Regions from separate parts of the Macaca mulatta genome. Here region 1 is linked to region 2. Evidence: chromatin contacts called from public Hi-C data. All regions are on one chromosome and are shown on one strand. The core of a region is the stretch at or near the end of the contact, and the rest is flanking DNA. Distances in the headings are between cores, read along the strand shown. Region 1 holds the start of EMC4 (ER membrane protein complex subunit 4). Region 2 holds the start of EMC7 (ER membrane protein complex subunit 7).

What was found. A called contact is a pair of places that touch in the nucleus more often than the background predicts.
Region 1: a contact with region 2 is called in a Hi-C map of blood, with 3 times the contacts expected there. The contact joins the promoter of EMC4 here to the promoter of EMC7 in region 2. A contact is called at or near these places in 5 of 14 Hi-C or Micro-C datasets (CD4 T cells, blood, fetal cortex germinal zone and 2 more).

The regions. Positions count from the first base shown.
Region 1 is chr7:11,419,162-11,426,184 of T2T-MMU8v2.0, forward strand. It overlaps EMC4 (ER membrane protein complex subunit 4), which reads left to right and starts at 1,833. Exons shown (of 5, transcript NM_001260989.1): 1 at 1,833-1,991; 2 at 2,324-2,438; 3 at 4,464-4,617; 4 at 5,194-5,354; 5 at 6,484-6,607. The coding sequence starts at 1,906. The coding sequence ends at 6,519.
Region 2 is chr7:11,296,154-11,303,825 of T2T-MMU8v2.0, forward strand. EMC7 (ER membrane protein complex subunit 7) reads right to left here and starts at 2,831. Exons shown (of 5, transcript XM_001085740.5): 1 at 2,578-2,831. The coding sequence starts at 2,813. PGBD4 (piggyBac transposable element derived 4) reads left to right here and starts at 3,037. Exons shown (of 1, transcript XM_015141794.3): 1 at 3,037-6,642. The coding sequence starts at 3,495. The coding sequence ends at 5,252.

The DNA of each region.
Region 1 (7,023 bases), core at 583-3,082, 120 kb after region 2:
ACTCTTTGATCCAGCAATTCCAATTTCACTTCTAGGACTCTAACTTTAGGAAATAAAACATACAGATATGTTCACAGCAACACTGGTTATAAAAGGAAGAAAAACAGGAAACAAATGTCCAATAATAGGCTAAATTATGAAAAAGGTATACAATTCAATACAAAACCCAATCACTTGAAAGAATGACATACATTATTTAATGACATGTCATTAAAAACACATCAGTGGTGTGATTTGGCAATGATGTAACACATCATTAAAAACACCACATATCCTAGCACTTTGGGAGGCCCAGGCAGGCAGATCACCTGAGGTCGGGAGTTCGAGAACAGCCTGACCAACATGGAGAAACCCCGTCTCTATTAAAAATACAAAATTAGCTGGGCGTGGTGGCGCATGCCTGTAATCCCTGCTACTTGGGAGGCTGAGGCAGGAGAATCGCTTGAACCCTGGAGGCGGAGGTTCCAGTGAGCTGAGATCGTGCCATTGCACTCCAGCCTGGGCAACCAAGAGCAAAACTCCGTCTCAAACAAACGAACCAACCAAACACCACATATGTGGTGGGCACTAATCTCACAAGCCTTGAAAATTGGCAGATTATCCAACTTTTACATGAAGAGGCTGAAACACAATTGATTTAACTTGCCCAAGGTCATACAATTTTTAAGTGGTGAAACCAGGATTCAAAAGGAGGCCATCTGCTGGGTGCAGTGGCTCATTCATGCCTGTAATCTCGACATTTTGGGAGGCCAAGGCAGGAGAGTCACTTGAACCCAAGAGTTTGAGAGCAGCCTGGGCAACATAGCTAAACTGTCTCAAAAAAACAAAAACAAACAAACAAAAAAACTGGGCGTGGTGGCGCGCCCTGTGGTCCTAGCTCCTCGGAACGCTCAGGTGGGAAGATCGTTTGAGCCCGGGAAGTCGAGGCTGCAGTGAGCCGTGATAGCGCCACGGCACTACAGCCTCAGCAACGGAGTAAAACCCTGTCTCAAAAAAAAACAAAGCCAAAACAAACAACAACAACAAACGCAGGCTATCTGAATACCGAGCCCATGTCCCTTTCCATGCCCACAATGTCGCCTTGCCTTTGTGCAGAATGTGGTTAAAACTGTTTACCTCGCAAGGTTACTGTGCAAGTGAAATAAAAGAAACACCGAGCTCCTGGGACACAGTGGACATTCAATACTCAGAAACTACTAAGGAACTCGCTCAAGGTCAAGCTAGGATTTAAATCCAGGATTTGAATCTTTTGTTCCAGGGAGCGCGTAGGAGGTTAAGAAGCTTTTCTTGGCTTCAATTCTTTTTTTCTTTCTTTCTTTTTTTTTTTTTTTTGAGACGGAGTCTCACTCTGTAACCCAGGCTGGCGTACAGTGGTGTGATCTCGGCTCATTGCAACCTCCGCCTCCCGGGTTCAAGCGATTCTCCTGCCTCAGCCCCCTAAGGAGCTGGGATTACAGGCGCCGCCACCACGCCCGGCTAATTTTTTTTGTATTTTTAGTAGAGACGGGGTTTCACCATGTTAGCCAGGCTGGTGTCGAACTCCTGACCTCAGGTGATCCGCCCACCAATTCTTAATGCTGAGTCAGTAGGGACGTTCCTTCAGCCCCATGAAGTGCACCTCAGAGGTCAGGGAACATATAACAAGCACATTCAAAAAGGGAGCGCGCGGAAGTGGCTTTAGGAAGCACCAAGTCTTGCCTGCTTTTTTTCCCTCCCTGATTTTCTAAATCCAAACCGGGACTCTTCAACCCGCAACGCCGCCAATTTCCAGGGCGGAAATGACGTCTGTATTAACGCGCCGGAAGTGTATTTGCAGAGTGCGACAAAGCGGGGAACGCCGGTGGGCCTGTTGCGGAGTACGCTTTGGAGTGAGAAGCTTCGCGGCTGTAGCACGCAGCTGTTGCCATGACGGCCCAGGGGGGTCTGGTGGCTAACCGAGGCCGGCGCTTCAAGTGGGCCATTGAGCTAAGCGGGCCTGGAGGAGGCAGCCGGTGAGGCACCTGGGCAAGCTGTACATCCCTGTTCGTCCCAGAACTGCACCAGAGTAATGAGACCTGAGCCCTCAGGCATAACTTTGAAAAAGATGGGTGGCACACAGACATCACCTGGGGACGTAGCGGCTTTCCTGCTGTGAAGGTTTCTGTGCTCAAAGAATGCTTACATCAGTCCTGATAAGTCAAGGGACTGAGGAACACACGAGGGGGCTTGGTCTAATCTGAGTAGGTGCATCTGAAGATCTTTATTGCTATGATTGGTAGATCAGGAAATGTGGGATAAGAAGTGTCGGAGTTTGCAGCTTTAATTTCTTGGTTTGGTTTTTTAGGGGTCGAAGTGACCGGGGCAGTGGCCAGGGAGACTCTCTCTACCCAGTCGGTTACTTGGACAAGCAAGTGCCTGATACCAGCGTGCAAGAGACAGATCGGATCCTGGTGGAGAAGGTACAGAGGTATAGATGTTACCGCAGTCCTTGGGCCAGTCCTGACTTATTCACCCATCCTCTTCTCCCAGGTGGAATTAACGTAGATAGCTCTTATCCTGAATATTTGGAAACTAAACTGCTTGAAACTGGTATTTCGGTATTTTATATATCACCTACAAAAGTGCTTAACAGTTTGAAAAATAAAAGATGTTTGGAACATAAGGTGTAAGAAAGTAGGTTGAAAACTATCTTTTGGTGGCAACATCTTCCAGTTGAAGTGATCTTTTTCTATTCTAGTTCCCTTACACCACACATCCAACTGTCAGGATGTTGTTGACTTTCCTTACTACTTTTTGCTGTGTTCACCTCTCATCCCGATCCAAGCCACCATCCTTCATCTAGATTTCTGCAGTTGCCTGGCTAATTTTTGTATTTTTAGTTACAGACAGGGTATCACCATGTTTGCCAGGCTGGTCTTGAACTCCTGACCTCAGGTGATCCATCCGCCTGGGCCTCCCAAAGTGCTGGGATTACAAGCATGAGCCACCATGCTCTGCCCGGGGCTATTTATATTTCTTTCTAATTTCTGCTGTCATTTTGTTACATTTTTTCTAGGAAGTTACCGATTTCCTAAAATTTCAAATGTATTGACATAAAGTTGTTCATAATAATGATCACTTCCATATATGCAAGATCTGTGATGTTCGTTTTTTCATTCCTGATGTTGAATATTTGTCTCCTCTCCTTTTCGGCTTACCAGTATTGATTTTTTAAAAGTTATTTTCATTTATTTTTACAGGTCACTGTACCCATCACCAGTATTGATTTTATTAATCTTTTCAAAAATTCTTGGGTTTTTTCTAGTTTCTTGAAATGGATGCTTACTTTATTTTTAGACTGCCATTACTTCTTTTCTTTTGAGACAGTCTTGCTGTTGTCACCCAGGCTGGAATGCAATAGCATGACCTTGACTCACTGCAACTTCTGACTCCCGGGTTCAAGCAATTCTCCTACCTCAGCCTCCCGAGTAGCTGGGATTACAGGCACCTGCCACCACGCTTGGCTAAATTTTTTTGTATTTTTAGTAGAGATGGGGTTTCACCACGTTGGCCAGGTTGGTCTGAAACTCCTGACCTCAGGTAATCCACCCACCTCGGCCTCCCAAAGTGCTGGGATTACAGGCGTGAGGCACCACGCCCAGCCAGATTGCCATTACTTTTAATGGCAAAAACCGCAATTACTTTTGCAGCAACCCAATAGTATTTAAGGTTATAAATTTCTCAGAGCTGTAGCTGTGTCCCACAAGTTTTAAAATGTGGTACTTTTGCTATCATACAATTCTGTTTTCCATTATAATTTCTTCATGTATCATTGTTAATTCCCAAACATGAGATTTTCTAATTATAAAATTATTTCTAGTTTAATATCGTAGTCAAAGAATATGTTTGTACAATTTGCATTCTTTGAGATTGACATTTTCTTCATAGCTCAGCGAGTGGTCAGGTTTTGTAAATATCTTATGCTTGAAAAGAGTGTGAACTCTGTAATTGTTGACTGCAGCATTACATGTCAGTTGGGTTTTGTTAATGTCATTCAAATCTTCTATGTCTTGATTTACCTGCTAATTCTATTATTTTTTTCTGGAACTAAATTAGTTCAATGGTTCCATTAGTTATTGACTGTGGTGTGCTAATCTCCCATTATGTGGATTTATCTATTTCTTCAGTTGTAGATAGGACATTGATAGATACAGAAGTACTAGGACAAAAGCAGGGAGATCTTTTTTCCAAAATCAGGAGAAAAAATGACATCTGGAAAACCTATAGGGAAAGGTACAACGGATGATGATGGTACTTTTATCTTTAGTAGAAGAGAGAGCCCTCCTGTGGCAACATGGAGAAGGGAAGAGGTCATAGAATTGAGGAGTCAGCTCAGTTAGAAGCAGAGAATTGGGAATTCTGTTCATGTGATTTAGCATCAGTGATATGGCAAATGTGGGACTAAGGGTGGTGATCAGAGGGTTAAAATTGTGTGTTTGTTTTAGCGCTGCTGGGACATCGCCTTGGGTCCCCTCAAACAGATTCCCATGAACCTCTTCATCATGTACATGGCAGGCAATACTATCTCCATCTTCCCTACTATGATGGTGTGTATGATGGCCTGGCGACCCATTCAGGCACTTATGGCCATTTCAGCCAGTAAGTATTCTTGAAACAATAACCCTTCCATAAGTTTGAAGAATTAAAGGCAGGCTGGGCATGGTGGCTCACGCCTGTAGTCCCAGCACTTTGGGAGGCCAAGGTGGGTGGATCATCTGACGTCAGGAGTTCAAGACCAACCTGGCCAACATGATGAAACCTTGTCTGTACTAAAACTGCAAAAATTAGCTGGGCGTGGTGGCACACGCCTGTAATCCCAGCTGCTCGGGAGGCTGAGACAGGAGAATCACTTGAACCTGGGAGGCGGAGGGTGCAGTGAGCTGAGATCACACCACTGCACTCCAGCCTGGGCGACAGAACAAGACTCCATCTCAAAAGAAAGAAAGAAAGGCATATTCTTAGGGACAGTTTTTGGCTAACGAGTATGTAGGGGAGTGGGGTAATGGTGGTGGCATGGAGGGGAATGTAGTGCTTACCATGGTTTTCTCTTTGCCTTTAATGGTCCTATTTGCTGTCTTACTATGGGTCTGTCTATATGAATTTAATATATGGTTGGCTTGATTCATATTGGGGGAAAGAGTTCTTTTTGTTTGACAACTTCTGTTACCCCAACAGCTTTCAAGATGTTAGAAAGTTCAAGCCAGAAGTTTCTTCAGGGTTTGGTCTATCTCATTGGGAACCTGATGGGTTTGGCGTTGGCTGTTTACAAGTGCCAGTCCATGGGACTGTTACCTACACATGCATCGGATTGGTTGGCCTTCATTGAGCCCCCTGAGGTAAGGCAAAAGAAAAGCTGAATTTTGGGTAGTTGTAGTGGACAGCGAATAGCTGACCTACTTGATGGTAGGGAATTAGAATTGGTATTAGAGTTTTTTTTTTTTTTTTTTGGCCGGGGGGGGGGGTGGGGCGGAGTCTTGCTCTGTCACCCAGGCTGGAGTGCAGTGGCATGATCTCAGCAACCTCCGCCTCCTGGGTTCAAGCAATTCTCCTGCCTCAGCCTTCCAAGTGGCTGGGATTATAGGCGCCCGCCACCACGCCCAGCTAATTTTTATGTATCTTTTAGTAGAGACGGGGTTTCACCATGTTGGCCAGGCTGGTTTTGAACTCCTGACCTCAAGTGATTTGCCTGCCTCGGCCTCCCAAAGCGCTAGGATTACGGGCGTGAGCCACTGTGCCTGGCCTAGGGTTTCTTAAAAAATAAGAGCCATTAGGAGTTTTTAAGTTGTTATTTTTATTTTTTTGAGAGGGAGTCTCACTCTGTTGCCCAGGCTGGAGTACAGTGGCGCCATCTTGGCTCACTGCAACCTCCGCCCCCTGGGTTCAAGCAATTCTCCTGCCTCAGCCTCCCTAGTAGCTGGAATTACAGGTGTCTGCCACTGTACCCGGCTAATTTTTGTATTTTTAGTAGAGATGGGGTTTCACCATGTTGGCCAGGCTGGTGGTGTGCTCCTGACCTCAGGTGATCCACCCACCTCGGCTTCCCAAAGTGCTGGGATTACAGGTGTGAGCCACCACGCCTGGCCAAGTTGTATTTTTGAAACAAGGTCCTGCTCTGTCAGCCAGGCTGGAGTGCAGTCGTGTGATCATGGCTCACTGCAGCCTTGACCTCCGGGCTCAAGCACTCAGCTTCTCAAGTAGCTGGGACCCAGGTTGCACCCCCGTGGCTCGCTAATTTTTGTATTTTTTGTAGCGACAGGGTTTCACCATGTTGCCCAGGCTGGTCTTGAACTCCTGGGCTCAAGCGATCTGCCTGCCTTGGCCTTCCAAAGTGTTTAGCTAAGATTAGCTACTTCGCCTGGCCTGGAAGTTCTTTTTTAAGGATAGGCAAAATAGAGCTGTGGTTAAAGTATTAAGTAATTGATTCATTTTAACACTCATTTGCCTATTTATTCTTTCTTCTTTCAGAGAATGGAGTTCAGTGGTGGAGGACTGCTTTTGTGAACATGAGAAAGCAGCGCCTGGTCCCTATGTATTTGGGTCTTATTTACATCGTTCTTTAAGCCCTCAGCATACTCTTTTTTTTTTTTTTTTTTTTTTTGAGGCGGAGTCTCGTTCTGTGGCCCAGGCTGGAGTGCAGTGGCCGGATCTCAGCTCACTGCAAGCTCCGCCTCCTGGGTTTACGCCATTCTCCTGCCTCAGCCTCCCGAGTAGCTGGGACTACAGGTGCCCGCCACCTCACCCGGCTAGTTTTTGTATTTTTAGTAGAGACGGGGTTTCACCGTGTTAGCCAGGATGGTCTCGATCTCCTGACCTCGTGATCCGCCCGTCTCGGCCTCCCAAAGTGCTGGGATTACAGGCTTGAGCCACCGCGCCCGGCTGCATACTCTTAAAGTAATCACTTATGTTAAAAAGAACCAAAAGGCTCTTTTCTTCATGGTGGGGTGACAGGTCCTACAAGGACAATGTGCATATTACTACAAACACAAAGAAACTATACCACAACCC
Region 2 (7,672 bases), core at 1,581-4,080:
AAGTAAAATCATATTATGCTTAGAACCATTTAAAAATATTTCAGAAAAAAATTAATGAAGGTACACAAAAGACATGAAACAAAACAGTAGAATGCCATTCTATTTTATGCATGTCTGAAAATTTCTATAATAAAAAGTTCAAAAAAGTATAGAATATAATATTACTATGTTAAAAAAAAACAAAACCTGAAAACCACCTGTCCAAAAACAGAGGACTGTTTAAATAAATTATGGCTTATATATATTGTGATGATAGCAAGAAATGGCATGAGGAATCTTCAGGCCCAATTCCCTTTACCTCCATTAACCAAGTCCTAAGCCACCTCCAATAAGCACAAACGTAAGTCAAAGCCCTGCGCTAGTCATGCAAAACAGCTACAATACAAATTACCTACCCCTTTTCCAATAAGATTATCACCATAACCTCCTCATATTAATTCTCCATCAACCTTTCTTCTTTTCCTGAGAGACAGAGTTTTGCTCTGTAGCCCAGGCTGGAGTGCAATGGCACGATCACACAGTTCACTACAGCCTCAACTGCCTCAGCTCAAGCAATCCTCCCACCTCAGCCTCCCGAGTAGCTTGGACTATAGGTGCACACCACCACTCCTGGCTAATTATTTATTTTTGGTAGAGATGGTGCCCCACTATGTTGCCCCAGCTGGTCTGAAACTCCTGGGCTCAAGCAATCCTCCCACCTCAGCCTCCCAAAAGTGCTAAGATTACAGGTGTGAGCCACCGTGCCTGGCAATTCTCCATCAACCTTTCTACATACAAATGAAAGAACATGAAATGGTATCAAAACGTGTTCAAGAACATTAAGTGAAAAAAGCAGGTTACAAACTACTATATATTATATTTTACTAGTAAAAACATAAGTCATATGATTCCAAATGAAGCTGGAAAAATGGCAGGCACCATGGCTCACGCCTGTAATCCCAAAAATGTGACAGGCTGAGGCAGAAGTATCACTTGAGGCCAGGAGTTTGAGACCACACTGCGCAACACAGCAAGACCCTGTCTCTACAAAAAAAATTTAAAAATTAGCTGGACATGGTGGCGTCCGCCTGTAGTCCTAGCTACTCAGGAGGCTGAGACAGGAGGATCGCTTGAGTACAGAAGTTCGAGGCTGCCATGAACTATCATATCACCACTGCACTCCAGGTTGAATGACAGAACAAGACCTTGTCTCCAAAAAAAAAAAAAAGATACAATGAAACATTAAGGGTTGTTTCCCTACTTTGTTTCTAATATACTATTTTCAAACAGCTACAATACAAATTACCTACCCCTTTTCCAATAAGATTATCATCATAAACTCCTCACATTAATTCTCCATCAACTTTTCTTTTTTTCCTGAGACAGGGTTTTGCTCTGTAGCTTTCTAAAAGCTCTGCTTTTTAAAAGAACTGTATACAGCAGAAGAGTGGCCAAATGGTCAATTAAGGCTCATTCCTAAAGCTTTATGAGAACTGTATCATTAAAACATCATTAATTAGGGTAAACTCTAAAGAATGTCCTAATGCCAGATTCTTAATGACAGATGGCAGTAAAATACTGGTTGTAAATTTGTCACTATTTATTAATCTGAGGTTGGAATTACCACTCAAGGGCACTTAGATGATCTGAACAAATATGTAAATCAGATTTGGATTTAAATGTCCACATTTAAGTTGTCTGATGTTCAGATACCATTTGCTGGTGTACGAACCCACCAAAGGAAACACTTCCTAATTATTTTCTTTCAGTTTACAGTTTCACCTACTAAGTAAGGGTGGAAAGATTTAAAACAACGTAGGTGTGCCTAGACATTTCCAAAGCAGGCTGCTGCAAAACTAGTGCTAACAAATTCGTCCTGTCTTTTAATATAGACAGAAATCCCACTTCCACTAATAGCACGAAAGGACAGAAGAAAGCAATGTAGAGAAACCCTACTTTCACAAAAATGACAAGTGTGATATATAGCAAATCCCTCGATGAATTCAAGTGTAAAAAAGAACAACAATCGCACCCCCAAGCCAAAACAAACAAACAAAAAAAGTGCTTTGATTAGGGATTTCAGGGCCTGTTAATTTTAGAAGCAGTAACATTAGCCTCCCAGTCTATGTCGTCACTAGAAGCCCTTTGGGTTTTGAGAATTCCCACCTGTGTCGCATCTTTCTACATAATATCAAGCTACCAAAAGACTGAAGTGAATGCAAGAAACGACTAGGTTCTCGGGAAACCAGATGAGATATAAAAGAAAGAATCCAACAAGAGGCTAATAAAGGTCCACTTGTCCCCAGGACCCAGGAATGATCGTCCCCACATGGGGCCAAAACAAGGTTGAAAATAACTGACTCCATGCTCTGACCATGGCAGGGGGTGAGCGCCTGCCATGCTCATTCCAGAGGTACAGGACCGGGAAAGGGAAAGCATCCGACTGCCTCCCAAGGTCTCCCGGCATAGACCGTTAGCGGCACCCTCCCCTTCAGTCTGAGACAGCGACGTTGTCCCGCCCTGACACTTAACTCTCCTGGTGGGGTCCCTGTCCGGCCTCCATCCCAGCCTTTTTCCCGCTGCCCTCAGGATGCTCACTTAAGGAAACCGACGTGCTCTTCTCCGTCTACGAGCACTCGGGCCGCCGAGATCCAGTCCTGAGGTTTCACCCCTGGAACAACTGCACGCCCCTCAATCTTGAAGCGATCTCCTATGCCGACCCCACTCCCTCCCGATCCCTCGGCAGCAGCCCCGGGCACCTCCGAGCTCTGGACATCCCCTGATAGCAGCAGCAGCAGCAGCACGGGAAAGAAGCCCCACAGAGCGGCCGCCATGACAGCAGCTCTACACTCAGGCCGGCAGCCCCGGAAGCCCTCCCAGTCTCCCGGCCGCCACCGCCGCCGCCGGCGGCTTGATGTTGTCATCACTGGGCGCCCGTTTCTGTCATAAGCTGTGGGATCCAACCAGAGGGAAGAAATCATGGCCGATCGACTAGCGAGGCGGAAGTAAGGCGGAAGTACCGCCCTAAACTCCCGGCACTCTGGATTGGAAGGCGGCGCATAGAGCGTGTGTCAAGTGCCCATGAAGGGGACTGCCCATGAGGTGAAAGTCAAGTGTGTGTTGCTGTGGCAGCCACGGAGGCCAAGGACCTCACGGGAATAAAAGATGACGAGACTGGCTTCGGGAGAAACACCATCCGGAAGAGACCTTTCAAAAAACTAGAGACTCCCCAAGACGTATGAGATGAAAGGCTTCTATGTGCGTTTAACCCATTTCTCCTTAGCCCCTTGATTACGCGCTGCTGTGCGGCGACTGCAGCGTTTACGCCGAGATAACGCGTGTATTACAGTCACAACCTTACTCCCACAGTTTGCCACGAAATATCTCGCTTCTGTTATTTTCGCATGGTTCTGGTATATTGACTTTTGAAACAAAAGACATCATTCTGTTTATAGCATTCTGTTTTTAGTAGTGGTATTTCCATTTACAAAATATAGTAATTCTCAGTCGCCGAAATGTCAAATTCTAGAAAACGTAGCATTCCTATGCGTGATGGTAATACCGGTCTCGAACAGTTGCTGGCCGAAGATTCATTTGATGAATCTGATTTTTCGGAAATAGACGATTCCGATACTTTTTCGGATAGTGCTTTAGAAGACGATAAGATCAGGCCTCTGTCCCATTTAGAACCTGATGGAAAGAGCCCTACATCATCTGACTCAGGGCGCTCTATGAAATGGTCAGCTCGTGCTATGATTCCACGTCAAAGGTATGACTTTACCGGCACACCTGGCAGAAAAGTCGATGTCAGTGATATCACTGACCCATTGCAGTATTTTGAACTGTTCTTTACTGAGGAATTAGTTTCAAAAATTACTAGAGAAACAAATGCCCAAGCTGCCTTGTTGGCTTCAAAGCCACCGGGTCCGAAAGGATTTTCGCGAATGGATAAATGGAAAGACACTGACAATGACGAGCTCAAAGTCTTTTTTGCAGTAATGTTACTGCAAGGTATTGTGCAGAAACCTGAGCTGGAGATGTTTTGGTCAACAAGGCCTCTTTTGGATACACCTTATCTCAGGCAAATTATGACTGGTGAAAGATTTTTACTTTTGTTTCGGTGCCTGCATTTTGTCAACAATTCTTCTATATCTGCTGGTCAATCAAAGGCCCATATTTCATTGCAGAAGATCAAACCTGTGTTCGACTTTCTTGTAAATAAATTTTCAACTGTATATACTCCAAACAGAAACATTGCAGTTGATGAATCACTGATGCTGTTCAAGGGGCCGTTAGCTATGAAGCAGTACATCCCGACAAAACGAGTACGATTTGGTCTGAAGCTATATGTACTTTGTGAAAGTCAATCTGGTTACGTGTGGAATGCGCTTGTTCACACAGGGCCTGGTATGAATTTGAAAGATTCAGCCGATGGCCTGAAATCATCGCGCATTGTTCTTACCTTGGTCAATGACCTTCTTGGCCAAGGGTATTGTGTCTTCCTCGATAACTTTAATATATCTCCCATGCTTTTCAGAGAATTACATCAAAATAGGACTGATGCAGTTGGGACAGCTCGTTTGAACAGAAAACAGATTCCAAATGATCTGAAAAAAAGGATTGCAAAGGGGACGACTGTAGCCAGATTCTGTGGTGAACTGATGGCACTGAAATGGTGTGACGAGAAGGAGGTGACAATGTTGTCAACATTCCACAATGATACCATGATTGAAGTAAACAACAGAAATGGAAAGAAAACTAAAAAGCCACGTGTCATTGTGGATTATAACGAGAATATGGGAGCGGTGGACTCGGCTGATCAGATGCTTACTTCTTATCCATCTGAGCGCAAAAGACACAAGGTTTGGTATAAGAAATTCTTTCACCACCTTCTACACATTACAGTGCTGAACTCCTACATCCTGTTCAAGAAGGACAACCCTGAGCACACTATGAGCCATATAAACTTCAGACTGGCATTGATTGAAAGAATGCTGGAAGAGCATCACAAGCCAGGGCAGCAACACCTTCGAGGTCGTCCGTGCTCTGATGATGTCACACCTCTTCGTCTGTCTGGAAGACATTTCCCCAAGAGCATACCACCAACGTCAGGGAAACAGAATCCAACTGGTCGCTGCAAAATTTGCTGCTCCCAATACGACAAGGATGGCAAAAGGATCCGGAAAGAAACACGCTATTTTTGTGCTGAATGTGATGTTCCGCTTTGTGTTGTTCCATGCTTTGAAATTTACCACACGAAAAAAAATTATTAAATACCGATCATCATATACATCTGTTCCATTAGGATTAGAGACAAGTGCTGTTTAGAAATAACTCCAAGATTGGGAGGCCGACCTGGATGGATCACCTGAGATCAGGAGTTCAAGACCAGCCTGGCTAACACGGTGAAACCCTGTCTCTACTAAAAATACAAAAATTAGCTGGGTGTGGTGGTGCATGCCTGTAATCCAAGCCACTTGGGAGGCTGAGGAAGGAGAATTGCTTGAATCCATGAGGCAGAGGTTGCAGTGAACTGAGATCACACCACTGCACTCCAGCCTGGGTGACATGAGACTCAATCTCAAAAAAAAAAAAAAAAAAGAAATAACTCCAAGAACAGTTTTGTTGTCATTGTTTGTTTCTTTCATTTTTTTTTGTTTGAGACGGAGTTTTGGTCCTGTTGCCCAGGCTGGAGTGCGATGGCATGATCTCAGCTCACTGTAACCTCCACCTCCCATGTTCAAGCGATTCTCCTGCCTCAGCCTCCCTAGTAGCTAGGATTACAGGCATGCGCCACCACATCCACCTAATTTTGCATTTTTAGTAGAGACTGGGTTTATGCATGTTGGTCAGGCTAGTCTTGATCTCCGACCTCAGGTGATCTGCCCGTCTGGGCCTCACAAAGTCCTGGGATTATAGGCGTGAGCCACCACACCTAGCCCCAAGAACAGTTTTTATATTTTATTTTCACTTTGAAAATCAGTCAGATTTGCTTCAGCCTCAAAGAGGGTGTTTATGTAAAATTAAATGAGTGCAGGCAGCGAGCTACACTTTTTTTTTTCCTAAATAGGAAATGGGAAGGAGATACTGTCTCTGAACAAAAATAGCTGGAGAAACATGTAACTGTTAACTAAGGGTTGCCTCTAGTGAAAAGGGTTGGAAGACAATTTATGTGATGCTACACTATTCTTCCTGTCGTGATTGCTTTACTGTGAACGTAACAAGGTTGTACTGGGGAGGAGAGCAGGGGTTGATTGCTGTCAATGTTGATTGCCAAGATTTCAGACATCATTTGCTTCAGTCCTTTCTTTTTCTTTATGGTGGAAAGTGAAGTGACTTGCCCAAGATCTTTGTCGGCCCTAAACATCGCTGTCTTTACTACACATTCCTATTGAGGGCAATGCATGTTTTAGCCTTGTGCACTCTTAGAGTTAGCATCCTGAGAACGAGTAAGAGCAATTGAAAAAAGAGATTCAAGAGCCAAGTACTCAGCCCTGGCAGGGGATGGGGTCGTGGTGCCCAGAGCCACCCCTATACTCCAGTCTCCCTGGCATCAGCTACTGCAGCCCTGGGGTACTTGCCCTCATCTTTTTGCTGAAGATAGTTATTTCTTCATATTTGATCGCTGGAAGGAGCAGTACTGCTCAGAAAAAAAAACAAAAACAACACACACACACATTTGACTTTCTTGTCTGCCAAATAAATCTCTTATTTGCTAGGGAACTGGTAATTCAGGCTCAAGAAGTGTATGGAGAAGGTTTATTTTCAATCTTTTTACTTTAAAATATGCCTTAGTTTTTGAATAGATAAGACATTCCAGTTTAAGAGAGTAAAAGTCAGTTCAGAAGCGAGAAAGGAAAGATAGTGTTCATTTTAATCAGACTGCGATGTACCTACTAGACACAGACAGGGTCAGTGGCAAGGCCATCAGAAAACTTTTTCCCAAGGCCACACCACACCTGCAAAACACCTAACAACCTTCTTCTTTTCAGTGATTACCGCTTCCTTACCAATGACTTCGCTTTGTTCCTCGTGCCTCCAAACAGATTGCTGAGATACCCAATCCAGAGCCAATCTTGGCTTCCCTAGACTCTCCTCAATCATTCAACAGAAGCCCAAATCTTGTAAAAGTTCCTTTCTGGGCCAGGCGCGGTGGCTCACGCCTGTAATCCCAGTACTTTGGGAGGCTGAGGCGGGCGAATCACGAGGTCAGGAGTTTGAGATCAGCCTGGCCAACATGGTGAAACCCTGTCTCTACTAAAAATACAAAAAAAAAAAAAAAAATTAGCTGGGCATAGTGGCAGGTGCCTGTAATCCCAGCTACTCAGGAGGCTGAGGCAGGAGAATCGCTTGCACCTGGGATGTGGAGGTTGCAGTGAGCCGAGATCGCACCACTGCACTCCAGCCCTGGCAACAGAGTGAGGCTCCTTCTCAAAAAATAAGTTTCTTTCTGTTCCCTCTTACTGTTATATCTTTGGTTTCTCTGGTGTGGAGTCTTCCTTACAGCAGCAAGCTCATAAACTTAACTTGACTACAGGTGTGTTCCTTGGTGGTCTTTATCCGATAGACTTCGTCACATGGTACGATATTCAAAAGGTATGCGTATACAAAAAAAAAACTCCCACCTACTTCTCTCCCTGGTCACCTAATTCTCAGGAGGCAATCAGGGTTGCCATTTTCCTGAGTATTCTTC